Linked DNA regions of Mus musculus: all the other regions are linked to region 1. The links are chromatin contacts, called in public HiChIP or PLAC-seq maps. All regions are on one chromosome and are shown on one strand. The core of a region is the stretch at or near the end of the contact, and the rest is flanking DNA. Distances in the headings are between cores, read along the strand shown.

What was found. HiChIP or PLAC-seq counts read pairs in DNA pulled down with a chosen protein or histone mark.
Region 2: a contact with region 1 is called in an H3K27ac HiChIP or PLAC-seq map of embryonic stem cells, with 4 times the contacts expected there. The contact joins two enhancer-like sites. A contact is called at or near these places in 1 of 15 datasets of contacts at CTCF or cohesin (embryonic stem cells), 8 of 484 Hi-C or Micro-C datasets (the MNK3 cell line, cortical neurons, embryonic stem cells and 2 more), 11 of 115 datasets of contacts at active chromatin or transcription factors (differentiating embryonic stem cells, embryonic basal ganglia, embryonic forebrain and 3 more) and 1 of 9 other capture datasets (embryonic stem cells).
Region 3: a contact with region 1 is called in an H3K27ac HiChIP or PLAC-seq map of embryonic stem cells, with 8 times the contacts expected there. The contact joins two enhancer-like sites. A contact is called at or near these places in 4 of 115 datasets of contacts at active chromatin or transcription factors (embryonic basal ganglia, embryonic stem cells and neural tube) and 1 of 9 other capture datasets (embryonic stem cells).

What each region holds. Positions count from the first base shown.
Region 1 is chr4:125,727,452-125,732,454 of GRCm38.p6, reverse strand. No RefSeq gene overlaps it. Among named protein-coding and RNA genes, the nearest start is that of Gm40249, 110 kb to the left of the region's middle. Within about 2 kb of position 2,969, at least 33 of the 459 cell types and tissues checked have an H3K27ac peak or open chromatin away from gene starts, as enhancers often do. A contact at or near this core is called in embryonic stem cells, where this site is marked.
Region 2 is chr4:125,160,041-125,165,043 of GRCm38.p6, reverse strand. The region is part of intron 2 of Gm32611 (a long non-coding RNA gene); the gene reads right to left. The region is part of intron 2 of Gm40245 (a long non-coding RNA gene); the gene reads right to left. Among named protein-coding and RNA genes, the nearest start is that of Gm40245, 12 kb to the right of the region's middle. Within about 2 kb of position 2,088, at least 7 of the 459 cell types and tissues checked have an H3K27ac peak or open chromatin away from gene starts, as enhancers often do. A contact at or near this core is called in embryonic stem cells, where this site is marked.
Region 3 is chr4:125,188,421-125,193,423 of GRCm38.p6, reverse strand. All of the region lies in intron 2 of Gm32611 (a long non-coding RNA gene), which reads right to left. Among named protein-coding and RNA genes, the nearest start is that of Gm40244, 28 kb to the left of the region's middle. Within about 2 kb of position 2,188, at least 41 of the 459 cell types and tissues checked have an H3K27ac peak or open chromatin away from gene starts, as enhancers often do. A contact at or near this core is called in embryonic stem cells, where this site is marked.

The DNA.
Region 1 (5,003 bases), core at 1,720-4,219:
ATCTGGAATCTTCTAGAAGAGCTGTTCTCTGCTTCCAAGGTGACACTTGAAGCATTGTGTCTTCAAATGGTGGAAGGCAGAGGGCATGGTGGGGAGTCTCTGCAGTGAGGCACCAGGGCTCTCCCAAGACTCTGTTACCTCCTGAGACCTCCTTATAATATGGCTACACTGATTGTTAAGTTTCAGCACACAGGTGGTGGAGAGAGAAGCCACCACTCACCACAGCACTGGTATCACGTGTTCTAGGGTCCTAGGATGTCAGCACCAGGGTCCTACAGTCTCAAGACAGGCCTCGGGTATGTGGTAGCCTCTTGGTGGGAGGGGCCTTGGGCTTCAGGGCAGAGTGGGGAGCACTGACCTTTGATGGTTACCCTGTCATTAATGACGGCTATTCTCTGACTCTCCAGGCATGTGCACGCTGGCCAAAGCCACCTCTGTCCTCAGACTTGCCCAGAATCTTGGTTATTTCCCAGCCAGTTATCCTCGGACTAGGTGCGAAGCTGGAGCAGTGTGCACCTGGGAAGGGTCAACTGAGGCCAGTGTAGGTGAACCGCTACTGCTGGGGACTCCAATGATGGCCATAGAGTGGTCTGTTACCACTCCTTCTGAAAGAGCCTGCTACCACAGAGGGGTGGAGGGTCATTGTGGAGGAGCTTCTGTGCCCTGGAGTCTCTCTCAGCTGCTGTATATGGTCAAGATGGCTTCTGGGCCAGCCTAGAAAGTCTCATAGTAGCTGGCCCTGAACTGCATCATCTAAGATATACAGAGGGACCAAGAGAGGGTGTACTAAGCATGTGGTAGACAGCAAAGGAAATGGTTCTCCTCTCTCTCTCTCTCTCTCTCTCTCTCTCTCTCTCTCTCTCTCTCTCTCCCTCTCTCCTCCCTTTCCCCCTGCTCTCCTTTAGTTTGTGAGGTGGGAGGAACAGTGTACCACCACTGGTTTCCAGGGAGAATCGCTGCACAGCAAGAGCGGCGTGGGCGGACGGGGATCTGTACTCTCTCACCTTCAAATCCACTTGGGAAGGGGAGGTGGGCTTGGAGAAAGCACTGGGTAGGCTCAGCTCAGGTCCCAACCCTCTGGGCTCCATCTGCCTGCTAGAGAGGTTTCCGCCATTTTCTCTTCTTCCTTTTGGGGTGTATTTTTCAGGGGGAGGATTTTGGCTTCAGTGGGGCTCATTCTAAAGACAGGAGTCTCTTATTCCTGGATTATATTTACCTCTGTGCTAAGGTGGAAATTTTCACCTACTTTGATGTGGTTCTATTTGGAAGGGAAAGATGTTTTGATTAATTAATTAACTAATTCTATTGTGTTCTTTTACGAAGTGTTGGTGTTAGGGGGTGCAGAGAAGACAACTCAGTAAAATGCTCGCTGTGCATTCTTGAGGCCCTACCTGAGTTTGATTCTCAAACCCACATAAAAGTTGGGCATGGCAGTACTGGGGTCTATACCCCAGTGCTGGGGTAGCAGAGACAGGAGGATCCCTGAAGTTCCCTGGCCAGGCAGCCCAGCCAGTGAGTAAGTTCTGCTTTCCTGCCTCGGAAAATAAGGTGGAAAGTGATCAAGGAAAGCATCCAGAGTCGGCTTCGGGCCTCTACATGCATGTGCACATGTACCCATTTATATGCACACACAGACACAGACACAGACACACACACAGACATCTCATGCACGTAGAATCCTTGGTGTTAAAAGGTGTTTCATTGCAATATATATATATATATATATATATATATATATATATATATATATATTGTTCATGTTTTTAAGTGAGTGATTTTTGCAAAATGTTTGGCTTCCCATCAAGTGTCAGACATTCAGTCAGTTCTGACAACAGTCAGTCTCTATCACCAGGTCCTAGGTGACAGGTGGAAAAAGAAAAGAAAAAAGAAAAGAAAAGAAAAGACCCCAGCAGCAACAACAAAACCCAAAACACAAAAGCCTTATACTCTGGATGAGGTTAGGCAGCAAGGTCCCAGCTAGCAGGACACCTGGCCTGTATGCCATTCACTGTCACACGACCTCTCAGACCAGGCACTTCATCAAGTATGGGGTGCACTTGGGAATCCCATTCTTGGGGTTGAGTCTGGTTTGTTTGCTCACTGTGCAATTTTAGGACACTCACTTAACTTCTCTGAGCCTCGGCCATCAAGTTTTCCTACCCAAGCAAGTACAACAAATTTTCAGTTTGTAGACCACGTGAATCTCACAATGCCATATGGTAGTTGGTGACCTGCGCCTGCTGATGTCACTTGGACTAAATGGTCATCTCACCGAGGCACAGGCTGAGGAAAACACAAGGAGTCCTTCCTATGGCTGCCTCCCCTTCCTCCTTCCTCTCCATGTTCTGCTTGCTCTGCATTCAAAAGCCCACCCTACCACCCACCACCGTGGCCCGGAATGTGCTCCACCGAGAGCACTCAACTCCCAGCTCCGTGTTTGTAGCAGATTTCACGCCAACGCAGCTTACCATTTTGACACCGCCAGATCGCGCCTCTTTATTTCGTTGCAGATTTGTGGGTTTTTCCTCATAAAGTGTTTACTGCGTATGTGAAATATAATCACGGCTTTATGAATATGAACTAGATTATTTTAATGATTGCAGGTAATTTGAAACTTAAGGGCAATCACATTTCCCAGCCATCTACAGCGTTTCGGAGACACGAGTGAGCGGTTCCAAACAGCCGCGGTCGCGCACGTCTGCCCCTCTGTGGTCTCCCCGCTCCAGCCCTGTGTTACGGTGATCTGATTATTGTAATTGATGACATTAGGAACCAGGAATCGCGCAGAATAATGCAGGCGCCTGTCATGCCAGAGCGCTTTTATTCATTGTCAGCGAAGTTCATAAAGTTGAAAGGGAACATCTCCGTGGACCGCGACAGCACAGAGCTGCATTCAGTCTGTAACTCACCAATGAAATGACGATCAGCAGAGGCCCACTTGAATGGGCGATTGGAAGCAGTTCTCTACACCCCTCCCCCTGCCTGGACCCCTGGGAGTTGTATTCTGCCAATCCCAGTCATCCTCAGCAGGAGGCCCCTGCCCTGGGGCCTAGGAATTCATTACCTACCGGGACCTGCCTTCTTTTGTTCCTGTTCCCAGATTTCAGCCGCTCTTTTCCAAGCCGGATCCCACCCACACCCTTTTGAGAGACTCTCTCCTCAGTCTGGAGACTCAGGCTAGAGAATTTTGTTTGTGACTCTTGAGGACACAAGGCAGGGAGCTCTTCTAAGGTGCTTCTAGAATCCTGGATCTTCTTTTTAAGGTGCAACTGAGATCTCTGTGGATTTTAAATGTTTTTACCTCTCTCTCTTCTACTGCTTTGTGTGTGTGTGTGTGTGTGTGTGTGTGTGTGTGTGTGTGTATACAGGTGCGTGTGGAAGCCAGAGGTCAACCTTGGGTGTCGTCAACCATCCGCTTTGTTTTTTGAGATAGGATCTCTCACTAAGTCCTGGGACTCTGCAGTTCAGCTAGGCTAGCTGGCCAGTGAGGTCCAGAGATCCGACCGACTGTCTGAGTCTCCCCAGTGGAATGCAGCCATGTACCAAAACTCTTGGCTTTTTACATGAGAGGATGGAGGTTTGGGGATCGGAACTCAGATCCTCAAGTTGGTACACTTTACCAATGGAGGGGCATCTCCCCGCCATCCCCACCTTTCTCCTTGGGCTCTTCCTCTCTTTTTTGGTGCTGAGATGGCAACTGAAGCTCTTGCACTAAGCTCTGACCTCAGCCTCATCTTTTCTTTGTCTTAGAGCTGAGCACAATAGCCATCAATTACTGAATGCCACAGCGTGCAGGCGTGGCATTTACGCGCTCACAGGTCATCTGACGGAATTCCTCCAAGCCACTTACTTATTCCCATTTTCCACACAGAGACACGGTGGGTCAGAAGGGCTAAACCACCTGCTTAGGACAGCACATTTTAGTTAGTGGTCAGTGATAGGACTCAAACCTAGACTTGCGTGGTTCCAAATGGTTACAAAGTAGCTTCTCTCAGAAGTGTGGGAGGCAGAAAGGAAGCGCATTTCAGAACTTTCAGGTGCATGGTGTGGAGGGGAATCCTGGAGCGCCTCCGGAGGAGTGGCGCTGGGAGCCCGGCTTCACACAGACGGACTGGAATTCTGCAGTGTGCTGGGGAGAGGTAGGGAATTGCTCATCAGAAGCTCAGAAGAGCCCAGAATTCAGGGGTGTGCTGGGATGTTTAAGAATGGCACAGACTCCCAGCTACATGGAGTGTGGTGACCTTGACCAGTGGTCACTGCAAGAGACGATGGGAAGAAGGTATCAGGCTACTTTTGGTCCCCCAGCCAGGGGGACAGGAACAGGTCTTACAGGGCAGTCCACTAACTAGAGGGAACCACCCCTCGCTGCCCTTCACCCCTCCTCTCCCCCACTGCACCATCTGCCTAGAGCCTTGTTCTGCAGGGTAACTGCAGCTCTCCAGCCCTGGGAAGTAGGTGAAGGAGGGCAGGATGGTTCTCCTCTCTTTCCTGCTAATTTGCTGCTTCTGCTTAAGCTTGTAAAAAGTTTCTTGAGCAAAACCACTGTGGCCTGCTGGAGCCCGCTGAGCTGCTGTAATTAAGCTTTGATTAGCCAGCTATAAACTCCCTTTTGGAAGCCAGCTTTGCCCTTGGAGGCCTTCTGTGGAGTGACCTGATCCTTAGGCCCCAGGACTCTGAGGATTTTCCCAGCCACCATGGTCCATAGGCAATGTATCTTTAGGAATGGGTTCGTATCACTATGCTCGGTCTCCTGAGATACATACAGACAGAGGGAAGACATCTAATGCCTGCCCCACTTCTCAGAAACACGGTGGGCAGGGGGACTGGGAGTGGGAGGGAGCCCCTGGCCTCTGTTTTATGACTGCAAACAATAGTTCTTGACCAAATGTATTTTTCTACCGCCACAAGCTTGTTGCAAAGTCGGTTTTATGGGTGCACTAACCCGCCTTTTAAATTATCACCAAGTGTAATAAAAAGGCAGAAAATCATCAATTTTCCTGAGA
Region 2 (5,003 bases), core at 839-3,338, 570 kb after region 1:
TTGTAATGCTAAGTGTGGACCTCCAAGACCTGGTTGCTCCAGAGACTCGAGACTCCTCACGTAGACCCAAGTGACACTATGTGACCTTGCTCCCAAAGTTATTTCTGATTGGTAAATAAAGATGCCAACAGCTATTAGCTGGGTAGAAGAGACATGGGCAGGGTTTAGGGCAATGGGCAAACCCCAGGCATGGGTTTGTTGTGAGGAGGGGAGAACCATGAGAAGAGGAAGGAGAGATAAGCCACCATGACTTAGGTGAGTTCATGAAAACCTGGCCCTGAAGGCCGGGCAATTGGGGTTAAGAGCAGCCCAGATGAAACACGGTGAGTAATAACTCAGGGTTGTCTATAGAAACGTAGATTCTAAGAGCATAGAGGGTAGATACCTGCCCAGCTCTTGTACTGTTTAAGGCTTATTGTAAGTAATAAAAGTTGTGTGTCTTTTATCTGGGAACTGAATGATCAAAGGCGGGGTAGAAACCCTAGTGTGGCATTCTGTTCGGACGCCTCCTAGAAAAATGCTGCTGCTGCTGCTGCAGCTCCCTTGTGTGATGCTAACACTTACTATGCTCTTACTGTCTTCCAAGAACTCAGGGGCCCCCAGCCTCTCACTGTCCCCAAGGACTCTGTCTCCCCGAGCCAGCACCCAGTGCCTGAGCTAAAGCTCAAGTGTCAGGCTTTCTGCCTCCAGTCACCCTAAGACAATGAGCAAGTCCCTGTCTTGCTCACGCCTGGGTCTCTTCTCCCTAAGACAGATGCCAAGGGACGCCTGCTCCCAGGATGTATGGGGACCACAGTTCCACAATGGAACAGGTGGAACCTGTAGAGCCTGGCCGCTAGGATCCAGAGGCATCAAGAGGGTGATGGTCAGATTCCGACCTCAACTATGGCTTTACTGACTGACTTCTTCCCACTACACACACACCCACTGTGCCGGGGTTCAGAGAGCTGACAAAGCAACCTGTGTGTGAGGCCCTGCAGTCCATCCCAGTATCACACATGGGCACATGTGCGTGTGTGTGCACACACATACCACACACACACACACCAAACATGTAAGAAGCTGTGCTCATATGCCCACAGTTCAACATGCACACTACAGGACACCTGCATTCTAAGTCCCAAAGATCCCTTATCAGCATACTAAGCAAGGTTGGGAACCACACAGGCCCTGTCAGAGGGCAAAGTAGCAGTGCCCTCTGCATGGGGTTTCCATCTCTCCTAGGACCTGGAGACCATAAAGATCCTCCTTAAACTGGACATATGGGTACATGCCTGTTACCCCTAAGTAAAGACAACCCCAAGGCCAGCCTGAGTGACAGAGTGAAACCCTGGGGACAGGAAAGCTTTTTTTAAAAAGAGAACTCATCTCTTTTCTTGCAATGTTATTCCTCCTGCCATGACACCCAACCTAATGTCAAGGGTGAACCTCAAAGCTGCGTCGCTTGCAGGCACCCTTTCCTGTCTGTCAAGAGAGACTCCGGCCAGCAGCCTCAGCATCACACAGAGAACATGTTCCCCTCCCCCACTGTTGACCTTCATCAGTGTGAGTGAGCCCTGAGAATCTACCCAGGTAGGTCATAAAGCAGTTGAGTCAAGCGCTCCCGGGAGCTCCCCTGTGACACCTGAAGGAACTACAGTGTGGTGGGTACACATGCACTAGCTAGTCATTGCCTCAGAGGAGGCTGGAAGTAAGTAGAAGGCTGGCCCGGCTAGATGACAAGGGCCAACAGCCAGAGGCACAGGAAAGAGGCAGCCTAGCCTTGGGGTCAAAAGAAGCGATGTCCCTTGACATGGAAGGCAGTTGGCCTCAAGTGCTGAGCTGATCTTCGCAGTACACCTGGACAGAGATCACAAGACAGGCCTGTCACAGGCCAGGAGACTCCCGATGAAGCTCTCTTAGGAGCCACCAACCAACCTTCCTTCTTACTTCCAGGACAAGCTCACAGGCAGAGCCCTGCTAGCCTCTCCTCTCATCCCCCGGGGACAGTATAGTTAAAACAGCATCAGGACCGAGCCCAGCTCACCCCATCCACGCAGCCTGAGACTGGCTGGAGCCTTGGAGAGGGCTACCCTTGAATGCAAAAACTTGATTGTAATGCTGAAGCCTTGAGCCAGCCTTAGGAGTGCCCTACCCAGCAGGCTGCCCGCATGCGCACAGTGGGATGTACCTGATTCACCACGTGACAGAAAACAATGGAGCACCTGACTCACCTACACTGACATTCCCATTAGCCCAGCACACACATGAATGCACCTCCCCCCCTCCAAAAGAAGCGTTTCTCACCCAAATTCATCTAAAACCACCCAACACCCAGGTGCCACATGTTCAGTCCAGCACATGCCCCCACGCCAAGCCACATTTCCTGCACCACCATACAACACAACAAACATCAGATAATGCGTTACACAGACTCAGTGCACCCTCACCCTCACCCCTATAAAGCGGCCTGCCTCAAAGCTTATGGACAGGTGAGCTCAGACCCTCCCCCATGTGGCCTGGTGCTGAGGTCCCATCCCAAGCCACATGTCCAGGGTGTGGGGTCTGCACGTGCCTCACAGAAAGGCACATTGGCTTCTCTCACAGAAAGAACCAACATCCTCAACCCAGACCATGCCCAACAGGGTCCTGTCTGTGGACATGCTGTCTGTGGACATGCTGTCTGTGGACATGGCTGTGTAAGCTACCTCCATTCTAAATGAAGGTCAAAGCTGTGTTAGTTATGTTTCTCCTTGCTAGACTAACACACCTCACCAGCAGCAACTTACAGGACGCAGGGGTTATCCTTGCATACTGTAAGGGGTCATGTCCCATTATGGTGGCTAGGCCATGAAGTGGCTGGTCACATGATATTCAAAATCATGATGCAAAGAGATTTGTGCGGCCCAGATTGCCTTCTCTGTAACTATGTGACCGTGTGATGGCTGGACCATGTGCATATGGTCTCATGGGCCAGAAAAAAAAAAAAATGGTAGTGGGCTCCCCGAAGCTAGGAGTACAGGCTGTTATGGGCTGTTCCGTGTGGGTGCTAGAAAAGAAACCCAGGTTGTCTACAAGAACAGTGTGCTTTCTTAACCAATGGGCCATGTCTCCAGCCCAACTACACACACACACACACACATTCAGGGAGGACCTTCCCTGCTCAGTGAACACCCTTCCAGACACACCCAAAAGTGTGTCTCCTATGTGATTCCACTTCCCACCACGGTGACAATAAAGATGGCTCACTCTTCATCGGGTCTGAACTCTCGTCTCAAAGAGAATCAAATAAAACAACCAACCAGTAAGCACACACACCATTTTCACCAACAGAACTGGTCTGTCCAGGAGTTCTCTGTCCCCATCCAGCGTTAGGACCTCCCATATCCTTTTCAACATGGTGGGCCTGACCTGCTGGGTGGGTATCCAGTGCCCAGTGCCAGCTGCATCCGCTATGAGGAGGTTGCTACTAGCAAGGCCAGCTGCCAACCTGGAGCCTGGCTGAAAGAATCCGGCCCCAAGGGTTGTGGGTTTTTCTAAGCCCACACTTGACTCTGTCCGCACAGATCCAGTCTGTGTGTGTGGTCTGTGGGGAGGCTGCACCAGGGAGGCGTATCGATCAGGCTGGTCGGGAGAAGAAAGGAAAAAGACCTTCAAACAGCAAAGCTTCACGCCTGCAGAGGCTTGAAAAGACCCATGGAAACGGGGCATGCAGGTTTCCACCCCTGAGGTAGCCACACACTGTGGGTCGTGTGAGCCAGGGAAAAAGCACAGCTCTCTCTCTCTCTCTCTCTCTCTCTCTGTGTGTGTGTGTGTGTGTGTGTGTGTGTGTGCACGCGCGCACGTGCGCACACACCCGTATTTGTACAGGAGTTGTTTAGCAGCTCTTGAGTATGAATAACTCTCCTATACCAGCATGCATATGTAGCACCTGTACTGGCCAGAGAAATGTGTGTGCAGGCACGTAGTCACCCTGAACTCTCAAAGCATGCCTGTGCACACATGCTCAAGAACGCATGTATTCTACCTACCTGCCCTCTGAGAACTTCCCCCTCCGAGGGTGGGAGCAAGCACCTTTGTCCACTGTCAATTTTGTCACCTCTCACCCTTGAAACCAACCCTAACCAAAGGAACTCCCAGGACTGTCCCCCCCATCCGGGACTTCCCTCTCAGGAAGAAAAAGGTAGCCAGGACTGTGTTTATTCAATCTCAGATCCTGGCGACCAGATCTGCTAAGTATGTCAGAGGAGATTTTTTTGTAATTGCGGTTCCTGGGCCCCGCCCCCAGAGACTAATTGACAGCAATCTGAGGAAGGCACAGGCTCTGGAGATTTTTAGCACTGCGGGAGTGATTTTAACATGGTCCCAGGACTGAGAATGACTAAAGGCCCCTGCTCTTGTGGGCGTCCTTGCGCTCTAGCGGGACTGTTCCTGAGATGTGACGGTGGCGCTCCAGTCTGAAAACCTGAACACCGGCGTCTGAGCTCTCCTGCCTAGACTCTTCCCTAGGTAGGAGCTCAGCAAAGCTGACACACATCCACGCGCCGCGGCTGCCCCCTTCTGGACGGAGCCTGCAGCGCTCAGCTGCTGCGTGACCTGCAAGCTGGGTGCTACAGTCCCTTAGGGAAGGCCTTAGTAGGGCTTTGGTGGCATGCCCAGCTACTCAGGAGCTGAGACAGGAGGATTACTTGAGCCCAGGAATTGTGAGGCCAACTTGGGTAACATAGGGAGATGTTTTTTGTTTTTTGGTTTTTTTTTTTTTTGAAGAGACCAGCTGGGCACTAGAGCTCCTGCCTGTAACCCCAGCACTTAGGAGAGGAACAGAGAATCCAGGAGTTAAGGGGCCAACAAGGACTTCATAGTGAGTTCCAAGTCACCTAAAAAAAAAAAAACTGTCTTCAAAACAAAGGTCTAGGCCCAGCCTAGTGGCCTACTCAGGAGCAGGGGCAGGCAGACCTCTGTGAATTTGAGGCCAGCCTGTTCTACATAATGAGTTCCAAGACAGCCAAGGCTATAGAGTGAGA
Region 3 (5,003 bases), core at 939-3,438, 540 kb after region 1:
GAATTAATTCTTCAGGGACTGGAGAGGTGGCTCAGTGTGGCTCAGTTAAGAGTGTGTTACTCTGGCGGAGGACCCAGGTTCAGTTCCCAGCACCATGTCAGGTAGTTCACAGCTACCTGCAACTCCAGCTCTAGGGGATACATTGCTTCTGGCCTCTATAGGTAAACACACACACACACACACACACACACACACACACACACACAAATAAATCTTTAAATAACTCTTAGTTGATGCTGTTGTGGGTTTTGGTGGTGGTGGTTGGTTTGGGGTTTTTTGTTGTTGGTGGTGGTGGTTTGAGGGTTTTTTTGTTTGTTTGTTTTTTGTCTTTTTGTTTTGTTTTGTTTTTTGACACAGGGTCTCACAGAGACCTGGCTCATCTTAACACTTGCTGTGCCTAGGAGGCCAACCCTGTTTCTGATCTATCCTCGCCTACACAGTCTATGAGCATTAGCAATTTATTCCAAGTCAACAATAATTCATAGGTGTCCCATTTAAGGAGAGAAATTAAAGTGAGTCCAGGTTTGAATTCTCTATGTCATGATCCCTGTGACTTCCATCTTCTTGTCCTGTTTCCCGGGTCTGAACCTGTGCCTGCCTGGAGGCAGTTCTGTGAATCTCCTTCTCCCTGAGTTTGTGTGTGTGTCTATCTGTTGTAGGAGCTATGTCTGCCTATCGTGTGTGTGTGTGTGTGTGTGTGTGTGTGTGTGTGTGTGTAATGTGTCTGTCTGCCTGGTAGATGTGTCTGTGTGTATGTAAGTGGCATCTATCCCTGTCTGTGTGACTGTGTGTGTGTGTGTGATGTGTCTGTCTGCCTAGTAGATGTGTATGTGTGTATGTGAGTGGCATCTGTCTATCTCTGTGTGACTGTGTGTGTGTGTGACTGTGTGTGTGTGTGTTCTGTCTGTTGTATAATCTATATTGTCTATCTGTCTGTTGGTGCTGTGTCTATCTGTGTGAGTGGTGTTTGCCCACGTATCTGTCTGTCTGTCTGTCTGGCATATTTCTGTGTGAATGTGAGTGGTATCTGCCTATCTCTGTCTGTGTAATTGTGTGTGTGTGCTCTGTCTGTTGTGTGAACTGTGTGTGTGTGTCTGTTCCACCTGTGAGTGGTGTGTCTGTCCCTAACAAAGGGCTTTCCTCAGTATTTCTTGAACTGCACAGAAAACATGGGGAAGAAATCAGTACTTTACAGAAGTCTTCATCAGAGTTTTACATGGGATTAAGTCGCTGGCTCCAACTGATCCCAACTGACCCAGAAAACAAACATCATTGTTTACCAACCAATATCCATAATGGATGCTGTCAATTTTTATGGAAGATTGTAGGCAGTTGCTTTCAGCTTCTGTATTTGCCACTTTCAGCAAATAATACACGTGCATCCCTCTAAGTTAGAGACATGGAAGAGTATATCACTTTAAAATTGCAGCTATGCGTTGGCTTGGGTTATAAAAGTTGATTACATGCGAAATCCGAGGCACTCCAGCAAAAGCGCCAGTCTCTGAGAATGTAAGAGATATTTTCAGAGTGCTGCGTCCCCGCTCTCACCCTTCCAAGAGCTGGGATTTCAGGAACGTGCTGCCACACCAGATACCCCATGGAAGCAAAACTGCAGGGAAACCAAGCCATAAAAAGAGAGGACTACTGTATACAGAAAGTGCTTAGAAGAGCTGTTTGGCTTCACACGGCTTTGCTCAAACAGCACTGAACACTGTGTAGACACAATGGGTATCTGTTGAGTGGATAACATGCCCATAGCTCCTACCACTGGACTTCATACTGGCAACCATTAAGTCTTCACTCTTACGCAGAATGGAGTCCAGTTCTCCTTCTCCCACTTCCTCAAAGACTGCTGTTCCCCGTTGTTCAAATGAGGCATTGAGGCCAGAGATGGCTTGCCTCAGAAGTCCCCTTGAGTTGGGGCAGGCAGACCCGACCCTGTTTTAGGCTTCTGTGTTTCCCACTCCTGGGAAGCCAGTGGAGAGGGGTTTAATCAAGTGGAGCCCCACCCACCGACACCTGCCCCTCAGCCTCTGAAACTCAAAGTTTCATCAGCTCCTGATGCTGCAGCACCTCCTCTGCAGTTGAGAAGCCGAGCCATCTGCCGCCAGCCTGGGGCTGTCAGGAGGGAGCCCGAGCCAGGCGAGGCGAGCGGGCGGGCGGTGTGAGCTGGCTTTGAGATCCTCTTTTCAGGAAGCTGCTGCCTCTCCTGGCAGGCAGGGCTGGGAGAATGAGCTGTGTCAGACCCCATCCACCTACCAGGAGGGCCCAGAAGGTCCTGACACCACGTGATTGAAGCTCAACCTGTCAGCTCATGCCAACGCTAGAGGCTGGAGGCCAGGCCCAGGCAGAACGGTGTAAGGCCCTGGCTGGGACCTTGAACCAGGTCAAGAATTTTCTAAGTGCACAGTGAAGGGAGCCAGAGTTAAAATCTTCAGGTCCTTCTAACAAGGGGGGATCCAACACTTTCTTCTGCACACATGTAGCATTTAAACAGACAGGCACACATATATAAATAAAAATGAGGGGAGAAAATGAGTAAGTTCAAGGTAGGATATTTTGATGCCCTCCCCTACAAAACCCCTGAAGCATTCTGTGCTATCTTTCCCCTGTTATGATATCAAAATAACATTTGATTTTTTTTTTAATGACACAAAACGTTCAGGCTAAGAAAGGCCATGTACGGTGGTTTCTAGAGCCAAGCTGTCTGGATTTAAATCTGGCTTTGGGCACATCACCTGTGTGCTGTGCCTCAGTTTTCTCATCTTCAAAATGGACATGAATATGCCAGCGTATGTCTTCACAAGGTGGCTAGGAACAGAGGTAGAATAAATCAAGTACTTAGAACAAAGCCTGGTACAGAGCCAAAGCCCACTGAATGTCAGTGTGTGTGTGTGTGTGTGTGTGTGTGTGTGTGTGTGTGTGTGTGTATGTGTGTGTGTATGTGTGTGTGTATGTGTGTAACAGGGTCTTACTGTGTAGCCCAGGCTAACCTCAAACTCACAAACTCATAGTTCTCCAGCCTCAACCTGACAGATGGGTCTGGAGGTATACACTACCACACCCAACCCATTATCCTTTTGTAAGATTGAAATATCTGCTTCCTGGATTTGGGGCTCAGAAACATCTGGAAGAGGCCATTCACTGAAGGTAAAAGGTTTTACCCTTTCTTAGTCCTAAGTCCATAGTTGGAGCAACCCAGCCTCTGACCAGGGATGTGGGAGGAACCAAGGTCATTCCCTTGTCAGAAGCAATCCCAGCATGCCTCTGTAAGACAACAGCATGAGCCCATGGAGAGGGGAGGAGCATCCACAGAGCTCTAGGGAAAGGAGTTAGTCACTAAGGAGGGGCAGAGCACAGGACCCTCCTGGACATGCTTCCTGCCCCACAGTCTTGCCACCAGGAGCAATGGGAGGATGCTAAGAGCAGGGAGGGGAACACAAAGGTCCCCAGGGGGCCCCAGTTGGGCCAGAGGAGGAGGCTGTGTGGGACACCAGGTTACAGGGCTAAGGTGGAGGATGCTCTGGGCTCTGCCTTCAAGGAAAGGAAAATCGTAGTTTTATCATCGATCTCAGTTTTATCATCGATCTCAGGCTGGCATAGTACTTACGCACTCAAACAAGGAGGGCTATCTCCCTGAACGACCACCAGGTTGCCTGCCTGTGTGGAAACAGCTCTTTGAAGCCTGTCACAATCCAGGCTGGAGCTAGGGACTCCCTGCTTGGAGACCTTGAGCCTGTCCCACCCTCACTTGCCATGGTGACGTTCTTCCAAAACCACAGAACTGGGAAAGGAAGAAGATACATCGCCACTGTTTACTGTTGAATCCCCTAGGGTACAAGAACAAGGGGAGCAGAGAAGGCAAAGACAGGGTAACGAGAGACAGCGACAAGGGACACTGGGGGCTTCCTAGCTGCAACTTCAAGTCTCCCCTCTAAGGAGCACCCCCACAATCTTAGAGTTCTCTTTATGAGCCTGCAGCTTTGAACAGGTTTCTGTCCCTCCAGCCCAGGTGTGAAGCCTGTGTTCCCCTTCTCCCTGACTCTATTAATCTTAAAAGCCATCATTAATTTACTAACAATGTGTGCATCTGTGCCTCGTGTGTCCTGTTTCCAGAAACAAAAGGTAAGGAAGGGGCTGGGGAGCCTTGCTTGAACAACACAAATGAATTCCTCTGCCCATGGGGCCTCGTTTTACCTGATTCTACATTCAAAGATACCATCCAGTGGCCAAAAGCAATTAAAAAGGAGCCCTGATCATCCCTGGAATCTCTCAAAGTTCCCAATCCCTCTCCTCTCCCTCTGCCTTTCCCTAGATTCTCTCCCTAAGCACCTGGCCCAAGTACATTTCTCCTCTGTCCTCCACAGCAGTATGGAGGGAAGTGTGGCTAAAGGCTTTTAGCTTGCTGCTGCTGCTGCTGCTGCTGTATCCTTTTTCCCTTCCCACCATTCATAAAGGAATTCCTACAATTGACAGCAGCTACCAGGCCCATCCAACCTTCTGACATCATTGTGTGATGATCTACAAAGGCCATATTCACTATCCTGGGATACCTGCAGTCCTGGGGGGGGGGGCACAGTTTGAACATATCTATTGGACCATTAGTTCCAGCCCTACCCTTTGGCCATGTCTTTCCTTGGTCTCACAATTTTGGATCTCTGGAGTCCTGAGTAGCAGGCTCGGAAGATAATTCTTAGAGGGTTGTCCAGGGCACAGGGCATGAAGAAGCATCCCAGTCCTGTGGGAGAGGGTCAGAGAGGGCAGGCCAAGTCCCAAAGCAGCAGTTTCAACCTTGCCCTTGACTGTCTTGCTAGGACTCAAAGCCCCATGGAAGCTAACAGAACTGGCCTTTTCATCTAGATGGGGCAATTTTGAGGCACTCAATTCTTCTCTGCCGCACATCCCCAAACACCACTGATCTACAGCCACCAGAGCTATGACCTTGCTACCATCCGTTCAAGGTCAAGTCTTCACAGTTCTGGGTTCTCCTTTTCAGCAGCCAG